Regions from separate parts of the Sus scrofa genome. Here regions 1, 2 and 4 are each linked to region 3. Evidence: chromatin contacts called from public Hi-C and HiChIP or PLAC-seq data. All regions are on one chromosome and are shown on one strand. Each heading gives the region's core, a stretch centred on a gene start, on an enhancer-like site or on the middle of the called end of the contact. The rest is flanking DNA. Distances are from core to core; before and after follow the strand shown. Region 1 holds the start of PBX1 (pre-B-cell leukemia transcription factor 1). Region 2 has its middle 370 kb from the start of PBX1. Region 3 overlaps PBX1 (pre-B-cell leukemia transcription factor 1). Region 4 overlaps PBX1 (pre-B-cell leukemia transcription factor 1).

The links. Hi-C and Micro-C count contacts between places; a contact is called where the count stands out from the background. HiChIP or PLAC-seq counts read pairs in DNA pulled down with a chosen protein or histone mark.
Region 1: an H3K27ac HiChIP or PLAC-seq map of skeletal muscle shows a contact between it and region 3, with 3 times the contacts expected there. The contact joins the promoter of PBX1 here to the enhancer-like site in region 3. A contact is called at or near these places in 1 of 5 promoter capture datasets (fetal liver), 14 of 47 Hi-C or Micro-C datasets (alveolar macrophages, embryonic fibroblasts, epiblast stem cells and 9 more) and 1 of 2 datasets of contacts at active chromatin or transcription factors (skeletal muscle).
Region 2: a contact with region 3 is called in a Hi-C map of fetal heart ventricle, with 2.7 times the contacts expected there. The contact joins two enhancer-like sites. A contact is called at or near these places in 3 of 47 Hi-C or Micro-C datasets (fetal heart ventricle, heart right ventricle and skeletal muscle) and 1 of 2 datasets of contacts at active chromatin or transcription factors (skeletal muscle).
Region 4: an H3K27ac HiChIP or PLAC-seq map of skeletal muscle shows a contact between it and region 3. The contact joins two enhancer-like sites. A contact is called at or near these places in 3 of 47 Hi-C or Micro-C datasets (epiblast stem cells and skeletal muscle) and 1 of 2 datasets of contacts at active chromatin or transcription factors (skeletal muscle).

Annotation. Positions count from the first base shown.
Region 1 is chr4:86,168,892-86,171,655 of Sscrofa11.1, forward strand. It overlaps PBX1 (pre-B-cell leukemia transcription factor 1), which reads right to left and starts at 1,383. Exons shown (of 9, transcript XM_005655372.3): 1 at 421-1,383. The coding sequence starts at 611.
Region 2 is chr4:85,797,582-85,800,473 of Sscrofa11.1, forward strand. No RefSeq gene overlaps it. Among named protein-coding and RNA genes, the nearest start is that of PBX1, 370 kb to the right of the region's middle. Within about 2 kb of position 1,325, at least 1 of the 83 cell types and tissues checked has an H3K27ac peak or open chromatin away from gene starts, as enhancers often do.
Region 3 is chr4:85,926,493-85,929,231 of Sscrofa11.1, forward strand. All of the region lies in intron 2 of PBX1 (pre-B-cell leukemia transcription factor 1), which reads right to left. Among named protein-coding and RNA genes, the nearest start is that of PBX1, 240 kb to the right of the region's middle. Within about 2 kb of position 1,334, at least 22 of the 83 cell types and tissues checked have an H3K27ac peak or open chromatin away from gene starts, as enhancers often do. A contact at or near this core is called in fetal liver, fetal skeletal muscle, omental adipose tissue and 1 more, where this site is marked.
Region 4 is chr4:86,088,623-86,091,322 of Sscrofa11.1, forward strand. All of the region lies in intron 2 of PBX1 (pre-B-cell leukemia transcription factor 1), which reads right to left. Among named protein-coding and RNA genes, the nearest start is that of PBX1, 80 kb to the right of the region's middle. Within about 2 kb of position 1,364, at least 15 of the 83 cell types and tissues checked have an H3K27ac peak or open chromatin away from gene starts, as enhancers often do. A contact at or near this core is called in skeletal muscle, where this site is marked.

The sequences.
Region 1 (2,764 bases), core at 133-2,632, 240 kb after region 3:
GGCATGGAATGCTCTTCAAAACTTGACAATTCTGCTCTCTCTGGATACTTTTTTAAAGCAGTAAAAAGTGCCGAGGGCCGCTTTTGGATCAGTTGCCAGTATTTTTTGGCGTGCTTGAGTGTTTGTATGGCTATATAGGAATACCTCTATATTCACACACACACACACACATACATACATACACTATATATATAAATATATATATATATATATACACACATCACGGCATGGGAGATTACACTTTCGATAACAACGCTCCTCCAATTTTTACTCCTCCGCCATACAGTTGCTCGTCAAAATGGGCAAAGAAATAACATTTAAAAAGAAAGCGCTGTGGTGATTCGGTTCCCATTGTTTCCCCCAGCGAGAGGGAGAAAAACAAAAAACCCCAAGAAAGGAAAAGAAAAGCCTCCATCTCACCTGGCCTGCGCCTCATCCAAACTCTGGTCTGTGATGGTCATAATTTGCTGTAAAATGTCTCCAATGTCCTGCTTCCTCCCGCCCTCCCCCTCGGTCCCTCCGGCCCCATCCTGCAAGTGCTGGGACAGGCCGGGGTGTCCGGCCATCCCGACCCCAGCATGGGAATGCATCAGCCTGGGCTGCTCGTCCATCTCCAAAGGCAACGGCAGCCCCCGGCTCTTCCTCTTCTGCTCCTCGGCTCGGCTCCTGGGAAGCACCAAGGCTTTTTATCCTTCAAGCTGTCTTCAGATCCTTTTCAGGATAAACAGGGAACGGGAAAAAAGAAGACCAAAAGAAAAAAAAATCCCTTTGCCTCTTTAGAGGATGGTGGGAGGATGGGGAGTGGGGAGGGGGAGGGGGGCGTGAAGGGGTTGCGGGGTGAGGGTGGGGATAAGGGCTGGTGGGGAAGGGTGTTGACTCCAAAAAGCAAGAAAAATAAACCACCTTCCCACTTGACGAAAAGAAATCAGAGCTGGCTTTTGGTTTTTCAGTCCGGTCTCCTTTGCAAGGCAGAAATGGGCTCCAGGCGCTTAAATCTGTGGCTTAATCCTTTTGCAAATATGCATTGATCGGGAGAAAGGAGAGGAAGGCAGGGGGATTGCAATGCAAACTTTCCCCCCCACCCCCCGCTGCCCCCCACCCCCACTCCGGGCCAGAGTGATCTCAAAGGGGGTGGGCTGTTGCAAAAGCCAGATCTCCCCCAGCCGCGGCGGCAGGCAGAGCACAGGCTCTCTCCTCCTCCGTGTCTCTGCAAACTCCAGCAGCCCCGTCAGCCTCCTGCTTTTGTTTAGCTCAGGCTCAGGACTCCAGAAACATACACAGAAAAACCACAGCCTGAGAGGAGGAGGAGGAGGAGAAGGAGGAGGACGAGAAGGAGGAGAGGGGAGGGGGCAGAGGAAAGAGGGGAGGGGGCGGGGAAGCCGTGAGGCGGGGGAGGGAAGGAGGGAGGAGGGCACCATGAGCCCCGCCCCCTCTTTCTGATTGGTCATCAGAGAAAAGACGGTCCCCACCTCCCCCTACTTTCCTCCCTGCGCCTCCTCCTCGGCCTCCTTCGGCTCCTCCTCGCCCGGCGGCCTGTCAATCAGAGTTCAGAGGTGGGCCGGGAAGGAGGCCGAGCTAATACCAAGTCTCCAGTCCTTAAAGGTGCAATGATACCGTAGCACCAGCTCAATTAGTTGGTGCCCACTTTTCTTGCTTGTCTCACTTAGAGTCCGTCCTTGAGGAAAACGTGGCTCCACTTAAATGCAAACGTATAAAATTAATGGGAAAGAACGCTGACGGTGTGGATCTCCCCCTCCTACCCACGTTTTTCTTTTGCTGTAACCTTGCCGTTTAAAACTTGATCCTTTTAAGTCGTTAGACCTCAGGGAAACTTGAGAGCGAAAGTCTGTCAGCACGAAGTTCTTAGGAAACACAACTGAACTGTTAATATAATGTTCAATAACATATAATAAATAGCAAATATAAAAATAGATTTTAAAAAAACACAACAGAGTTCAAAGTAATGTTGAACTGTGACATTTTTGTTGCATGCAAGCTAAATTATGGATATGAAACAATAATACTGAGGGAGAAAAGATTAATAAATAAGTTCACCGAAACTAATTCAACATCTCTCTCTTTTCCCCCTGGGGGAAATTAGTTATTTGGCTTAAATACTTAATAAAGAAATGCATTATCATAGTCTGGTTCTAGTTTTTAATATAGTTTAATAAGCATTATTAACTGAGATAAGAAGTGAACTGACATTTATTGAATGCCTACTATGCACCAAGTAATTTACATAAGTTATTTTATTTAATCCCTAAGACATCTGTGAGAGTTATGGATTATTAGTTCCATTTAACAGAGAAGGAACTTGAAAAGGTTAAATAACTTCTTCAAGGTCCTACAGTTATTAAGTGTCAAGGAAGGGATGCCTCCATCTAATAGAAATGTATAAAAATTAGTTATGTGTGTACTGCCCATCTTGTTTGAAAAAGAGACTCACTATGCTTAAAATGATACATATTCAAACAAATTAACTCAACTTGATAATAAAGAATGAAAAAATAAAATAAATAAGGGGAATACCTAATAAGAGACTCGTAGCTAAAGTTCAATACTGAAGTGCCAAGTAGACCGTAAATTTGCTTCCAATCTTTCCATCAGGCAATGTGAGGGAGGAAATCTGACTGGGTACATAGTTACAATGGCTGCAAGATAAAAGAACAGATGAATTATTTTGGAAAAGCCAAGTATAGCGTTTTGGAATATGAAATATTCTACTGTGTAGATAGTTCTCTTCCTGGATGGCAGTATAGCC
Region 2 (2,892 bases), core at 75-2,574, 130 kb before region 3:
TCATGGCATCTCCAGATCTTTAACCCACTGAGCAAGGCCAGGGACTGGACCCACATCCTCATGAAAACTAGTTGGATTCATAACCCACTGAGCCACTAGGAACTCCCCACTTTGGAAAATGTCAGTGCCTATTAGCCTATTAAGAGTTTGAGAAATCCTGTGCAAAGAAATCTATTTCATTTTCCAGAATTGCATAGAAATCTTGTTATAGAACATTTAATTTTGGAGGGGAAGGGGGAAACTAGCCTGTGATGAACTGGTATCTGAAATATCTGCCGAGAGTGGCCTGAGTACGTCTCAATATCATTCACTGTCAGGGAGAAAATGGTTTCAGTTTCTGGGTTATTTACTGTTTATATCAACTTGTGCCTCCATGCCCACCTCCACCTCCATGTGTATTGTCCCAGGTAATGGAGAGTTGGCACTATGATCAGGATCCTCCAGTAACAGCAATCCCAGGCACCTCCCTTGGGAATCAGTCTTTGTTGAGTGCTATTGACTTGACTCCAAATCAGTCTCCAGAGCAAGATGACCTTGACCTTCAGAGCTGTGCCCAGGTGTGTCTGCAGGTTCCTCTGGGAGCAAGCGGATTTCATCTTCCAGCTCCAGGGCACTTGTCCTGTAGCACCTGGAATAGAATGATAACCCTTGCCATGGGATGCACCTGCTAATTCACTTGGCAGGAGCCAGGGGCTCAGAGGCTCTCTTCACATATCTCTAAATCAACCGGCCTTGCAGATGCAGGAGCAGCGGCAGCTGTTTCAGAAGCAAAGGCCATTCATCTTCTGCCTTTTATTCTCTTGTTTCTGGGGAACCTGGAAGCATGAATGTCTTTGCCACACAGCATTGGCTGCCTGGACACTCACTAAGGTTTCACATGGGACTGCGGAATGTGTTAGTGCTTTCAAAGGTTTCCACATGGAGGACCAAGTTCTTTTACCAAAAGGTCTTAGAATCATGAGGGTTCTGTTTTAAAAGCATTCATGGGATCCAAAGTTCTTGCCCTGCAGTTTCTGTCTTCTCTACCTGATACAAATCAGATATCTATTGTACCTAGAATTACTCTAAGAACTGAAGGAGGTTCCGAAGAATGTACAAGATGATGGAACTGACCTCTTGGCTAAATGGTACTATTAGGGAGGCTAGAGGAAGGGGCACTACCGACCCTCTAAAAATTTAAATTCTCCCCTGAGAATAACCATGAAATATTTAAAAGGAAGACTAGCCTAGGTAACATGGCTCAGCGTCCCCACATGGATATTTAATAGGTACTACATGCTTACCATGTCCAAAGCTCGACTCCTGGACTTCACTCCCAGCCTGGTGTCCCTGGTCTTCCTCACTCCAGCTGACAACAACTCTGCGCTCAGAAATCTTGGAGCTATTTCTGAATGGAGGCCAACTGGTCTCTATTACAAGTGCATTGGCTCTTCTTCCAAAACTAGCCAGACTCTAACCACACTCATCCCCTTCACCTGCACTCTTACCTAGGTCACGTTCCTCTCCCACTCAGTTTATGGCCACAACAGTCTCCTGAGAGCTTTCCCAGGTTCTGTCTTTACCCACCTACAGTCTATCCTGAAGCTAGCAGCAAGAGTGATTCTTAAAATGTGAAGTCAGAAAGTTGTCCCTCCCCTGATGAAAACAATCCAATGTCATCCCTTCATGTTCAGGGTATAAGCCAGAGCCCTAAGTCATCGACATGGTTCTTCCTGGTTTGTGCCTCCTCATTTACCTCCCTGATCTCATTTCCTACTTTTCCTTCTTCTCAGCCACATTTTCCCCCAAACACTGGGATGGACCTTCTGAGCACTTTGAACCTGCTTGCTGTCACCTTCACCTGGAGACCTCTTTTCTCAAAATACCTTCATAGGTCAACCCCTCACCTTCATTAGGTCTTTGTTTTAGGCTCTCTTATCACTCTGATATAAAGCACTCACTATCTCCCGCCACTACCTTATGTTTCTAACACTTGTCACTTTGGCCACAGTTTGTAGTTTATTTTATGTTTTCCCCTCCTTCCCCACTAGCATCTAAGCTCCTTAGGGCAGAGATATTGTCTGTTTCATGGAATAGGACCAGGTACATAGAAGGCACTCATCAAATACTCATTGAATGAAGGAACCAAAGAGAATTATTAAATATTTATTTAAAGTATATTAAAATATATTAAAAATATATTAATAGACTACCTATGACACAGGTGCAACATATATTATTTCACTCAACCTTCACAACCTCCCAAAGAGCTAAGTATTATAATTGGGTATTTGTGCAAACACACCCAAAACCCGAGAAACTGAGACAGGAAGAGGAGAAATAACTCCATTCAGTTAGCAACTGTTCACATGAGATGTGGGACGTATACTTCCCTCCCTCCTAAATCCATGTTCCCAACCACTCTACCGCTTTCCTACAGATCACCCAGGAAACCAGAGCTACTGGGATTCAAAGGAAAGAGAAATGGTTTGTCATGGAGGTGATCTGGGAAAGATTCATCTGGGAGCTAGAATTCAAGATGGATCTATGCAGATGAATAAATTTTGAATAGCAGATGGAAAGAGGTAGCATTCCCAAGCAGGTGGAGAAGTGTGAGAGGTTCAGAGCCAAACAACTCAAAATTTACTTATCCAAGAGTGACTTAGATAGAGTGACTTACTCATCCAGTGAGCCCAGGACTTTCCTGGTTCTAGCACTGATAATCCCATGTCCTTGGAACACCCTATACCCTGGGAAAACCAGGACAATGGATCTCCCTACTGACAAATGCATCAGCTTTAATAGAATGCAGTGCTTGTGTCCCTGTTTGAGGAACTGTTGAGAGTTAAAAAGTGAAAAAGAACTTTGAGGCTGAGGGAGCAAGTTTGGAGCTCAGGCTGTAGGTAAAGGGAA
Region 3 (2,739 bases), core at 84-2,583:
AATACACCATAACATCCATGTTACTGGCATTTTTACTCAGAGTTCGAGACTCATAAATAGGCCCCATGCCAGAGATGTGAATAAAACAACAGAAAAAAACAAAATCCCAACAGTCCTCTCCAAATTACGCCCTTTAAATTATGTTCAAATCATTATGAAAATAGAAGTTTCAGAGTAGGGTCAGAACCACAACCACAACTATATACACACATGCGCGCGCGCACACACACACACACACACACACACACACACACACACACACACACACAGAACATGAAGAGAAAATGTTCTTTTTCCACCACAACACATGGAAGGTTCTGGTTCTGATGGTCTCGGGCTGTGCGTGTGTGCCGGGAGGAGGCATGGATGGACCAATAAACAGCACTGTATGTACAGATTTCTGCACAGAAGGAGCAGGATGCAAATGTTCCACGATAAAAGTGGGTGCTGGGATTCACTGGTACGAAAAACTGTTCAGCTAGCGAATTTAAAAAAAAAAAAATCCCACCGACATTAAATAAATAAATGAAAAGGCCGATATGTCTAAGCAGAAGTGATGCTACCTATTTACTGCTTGAAGTCAGCACTCTGGCAAGTAGGAGACAAAATGATTATTTAAAAGCTCCTTTTTATCTCTGTGGCACCATGCAAGTCTCAAATGAACCTTTCGCCAGGACACCAGAGATGTTAACACTCATCCTCCAAGATCCAATTTCAACCAGCAGAGCTGTTACCTAATCCAGCAACCATCACATATGATCAGGTTCCTGCTCCCCTGATGGGCGCCCTGCGTCCTCCCCCGCCCTCTCCCCTCTGGGCTCCCCAGCCCAACCGCTTTTACTGAAACAGGTTTTAAAGGGAAAAAAAAATCCCCTGCTTATGCCAGTGCATATAGGGGTTTAACCGTCAGGTCTGAAAACATCCACTACCAAAAATGAAATCAACTGCAGTGGATTTGCTCTCCGAAAAAGGTCACCCAACGAGAGATTTAACCCTTTCGGTAATCATCCTTAAAGAGTTTCCTTTTCCTCATGTAAGAGACCAGTCAAGAAAGATAAGTGATTTATATAGAAATCTTCTCATGCCCTTTAAAAAGCCTCATGTCACGTCACTGGCCTGGGGTTAATTCTTTGGTGAAACTCCCAAGATAAGGGGGCTGTCACAGCACTGTCGAAGCTGCTCTCACAACTGGTCTCCCGCTGTTCTTTATTTATTTATTTCTCTTCACACCAGGAGAAAAACAAACTAAACCCAAAGGCATATTCAAGATCCTTGGCAGGAGGGCAGCGAGGGGGTTGTTTTGTCCTTGGCGGAGCTTCCACGGGAATCCGGAGCAGCTCCAGACAATGTCCACTAGAGGGCACTCTTTCTTCACCAAGGACTGGCTGGGCTGGGAGGGCCTGGTCTTTTCCAGTCCCCAGGTTCTTTTCGAGCTGGGGAAAATAACCCCACTTAGATTCCTGCTTCCACGGGTGGGGCAGACAGCAGAGAAGGAGAGCAGCTCTACAGAGACAGTGGTCTTCAGATTCAAACAGCAGTTCAGGGACCAAAGCTGGGCTGAGGGGTCAACAGAGATAAGAGATGGATAGACAAGAGACGTGTGGTTGGGAAAAGGGCACAAGGCGTTCCCCCCAGGATGAGACCTCATACTTTCCGACCAATCCCTTTGCTTGATCTGAAATCATAAGACTGAACCCCTGTGCAGGTGTTCCACTGTCCACAAGTTGGTCTTCAATACACCTGACCAGGAAGCTCGCCCAGGCTCATCGCCAAACCTGCTCTGCTATCTCCCAGGTGGTCAGAACTTTGGACAGAAGTGTGGGACAGAAATACATTGTCCCTGCATTTTGAGAAATAGAGCAAAGTGCCTGCCTCCTGGAAATATCACAGTTACACCTTTTATTTGTTCAGAAAGTACTTCGGCACCATGAATTGCATCACCTTATATAAAACATGAATATTAAAAAATTAGATAGTGGATAAACGAAGGCTGAGTAGTTTCCCCCCAATCAAAGCAAACGGGAAATGCCATGACTGGAATTTAGGTCTTTCACACTTAGCCACTTCATCTTCTACTACAACAGTAGGGTTCTGACTCACAGAACCCTACAGTAGCCAAGGGGATATGATTTCAGTTCTGCATAGGAGTGTACAGATGCACACAAGCACGCATGCACACAACGTCCTGATGCCCAGGGCATGACTGATATGCTTGTTTTGTTTGTTTCTTTATATATTTTTGGCTACACCCACAGCATGTAGAAGTTCCTGGGCTAGGCCTGAGCTGCTTCAGTGCCGATGCTGGATCCTTAACCCACTGTGCCACAAGTGAACTCCCATGTCTGACACTCTAAGGAAAGATAATCAGATATGAGGTAGGAAGGAAGGAAGTTCTTCCCATCGATTTCTTACTTTCTTTGAAATTTCCTCCAAATCCGATCCTCTTCAATGACTTTTTTTCTGCCATAGAACCATTATAGTTAGAGCCACTGGGCCATGTGGCTCTTCCCTTTCAGCCATAAAAAACCACTAACTACCGTGCCATCCCATTTCAAATCTCAGCTCAAAATCTTTCTCCTTGAAACCTACCCAGACAATAGCTAAAAATGAACTCCCTTGCCTCTAAGCCACCAGGGCAAGTACTATCTACATCACAGCCACAGCACATCTCAGAACAGCCAATGTCACAGCTGCTGCCTTGCCAGCAAGACTGTGAGCTTCTGAGAAGCAGTGACGACC
Region 4 (2,700 bases), core at 114-2,613, 160 kb after region 3:
GGGAACTTCCATATGCTATGCGTGTGGCCCTAAAAAGACCAAAAAAGAAAAAAAGAGAGAGACAAGTAACCAATGCAAAAGAAGGACATGCTGTCCTTCATGGAGCAATCCACTGAGTAGAGCACTTTTAAAGTAGCCAAAGCTGGTAATTCCTAGCCCTAGGTTTCCCTGACTCTGAGGAAACTGAAGAACCAGGGCCTTTAGCAGGACTTCAATGAGAGCTGGAGCTTCTGCATTAGAATGCCTTTGCCCCTCTGCAGACTAGTGGACGTACAACAGAGCAGACTCAGGCCTGGCAGCTCAGCTGGGCTGCCAAAAGCCATGCTTCAATCTATCCAGAGGACACTCACTGACCTGGCAACTTGAAACCTAAAATCCAAGTCTCCTCAGTTCCTAGGATGTTCTGACTCCACAGAGATGTCCTACACTAACCTACTCCCTCTGGCTTTGCCAGAGGCTTCCTTTACCCCATCAGGCCCTAGGATTTTGATCCCAACTTGGAACCAATGGTCTCGAGAATCCCCAACAAATTAGCCCACTGTTCTACATTCCTGTCTCATCATCTGTGAAATGCAAACAACCCATCCTTACTGATTTTGTAAAAACTAGGAAACTACTGAAAATCAATTAGCCCCCTCCAGGCTCCCAAGGGACCAAGTCAAGCCTCCAAAAGGAGAGGGGTCTCTCGTCTTTTCTAACCTAAATGGATGGAAATACTGGCTCATCATCTGGAAGGCTAAGGCTGGGAACAGAAACCAAGATGGCGAAATCTGTGCTGTGCAGAGCTTGCCTTCCCTTCTCTCTTCCTGCTCTTAAACTGCTAGGAGGAGGTTGGCAGCAAGAATCCCTACACACTGGCTCTAGGCCAGATGTGCCAACAAACCAGGGCCTTTCTGAACCTTCAAGCCCTCCCTGTGAGGCTGAGTTTGCTATTATCTTCCTAGACAGGAATGCAAAGGTTCAGGTGGGACAAAGGGCCTCAAAGAGCCACACCGCAGGTAGGCAGTGACATTAAAGACAGAACCAGGGCCTGCTGACACCAAGCCGGTACTTGGCTACAATTCAACTCCATAGACAGGAACGGGAGTGGGTAGGGAGGTACCTCCTCACCCTAGGAGGGCTAAGGGTCAGATGCTCACTCTCTTTCTCTCACTGCCAGAAAATCCATTCCTTAAGCATTCAGCTCCAAACACTCCTGGTGCTCCAAACATACAACCACCGCCAAGAGGCCTCTGACCTAGGAGGCCTCTGCCAAGGAAGCATCTTTAGAATCTGGAATGAGCAAGTGACCTCACTGAGCTGTGTCACATGCGAGGTGCTGGTCAGAGCAGGGAGAAAGGGCAGACCCGCAGGGCTCGCCTGCCTTTATCTCTCCCGACTGCTTTGTTCCTCAGACCCCAACAAACAATAGGTGGTCACGCTCTGCTCCTCCTGTATCTTTTTCACACAGGCCTGTGTGTGTGTGTGTGTGTGTGTGTATTTATCAGAAAATTGACTGTTTTATATTATATTCACACATGCTCCCCAGTGCGAAGGCTCCACCAGGCTCAGAAGAGGCAGCACGCAAAGAAGTGGGGTACTTTTTCCTAAGACTCCTCTCCTGGCTCTGCAATCAATCTACAGGTCACGCTGGGTACGTACAATATCTTCAAAGGGGAAATGGAGGAACACCGTACAAAAAGCTCGGCCCTAGACAGTTTAGAAAGTAATCATTTTAAACCACCTGCTTGTGCATTTATCCACCCCGGTTCACTGTTTTTCCAACATCTCACTGTGGCCAGGGTAGAGAGCGACCCACGGAAGCCATCTGTATTTTCCAGCAGACCAAACAGGAAGAGGCGCAGAAATCTGCGCAAGTGACCACGCTGCCGCTGTTGCTAGGCAACACGATCATGTCCATTCCCTGCTGCTTGGCAACCAGCCTTCCCCATCAAATATAGGCACAGCCATAGCAGCAGCACAAGTGCCCTGAACTGTTGCCTTACAGCTTTCAAAGAAAAGGGCTGAAATTCAAGGGACCTTAGAAGTAGGAATGGGTCCCCCCCACATGCCCGGTGACCCCTAGAGCAAGATGGCCCCATTTAATCAAAAAGTGACACATGAATTTGTACCTGATGGTCACACAAATCTTATCCTGAGTGCAGCGACATGCCAGAGAGATGAGAAAAGAGCTTGAGTCAGCAGGCTGGAGCTTTTGGAGAAAAAAGCCTGGGCTGTCTGCTCCAGACCTCTGAAGAATTCATTGGTGGAAGAGTGCTCTTTTTCCTAGGATCAGCCGTGTAGTGGACGAGGATAAAGTAAAAGGGCCAAATACCTTAAACGGTGATGTTTCTGTCTGTGGTTCCGGACCAATGCCAGGGGAATTTGGCAAGCCTCTCCCAACTGAGGGCAAAATTGTCCTCCAGTCACCCCAACCTCATTGGTCACAATCTGTCAGCTCCTCAACAACAGGGCCAAAGTCATCGACTTATTGTTCACGTTGAATGGCTGCCTACTATATAACAGGATGCCCTCAGCCCACCTCCTGCCTTTGGGTGATAAAGAAACAGATGCCCCAAATCCCAGTGGAAGTTAGTGTCCCAGTGTGCACTTGAACTCAGAAGCCCTTGGCTTCCAGTCAACTGTCTCGGCCACTATATTACCAGCTCCATTGTTCCCAAGCTAGACTCACATAAGACTCACATTCATTTATTTTCTCTC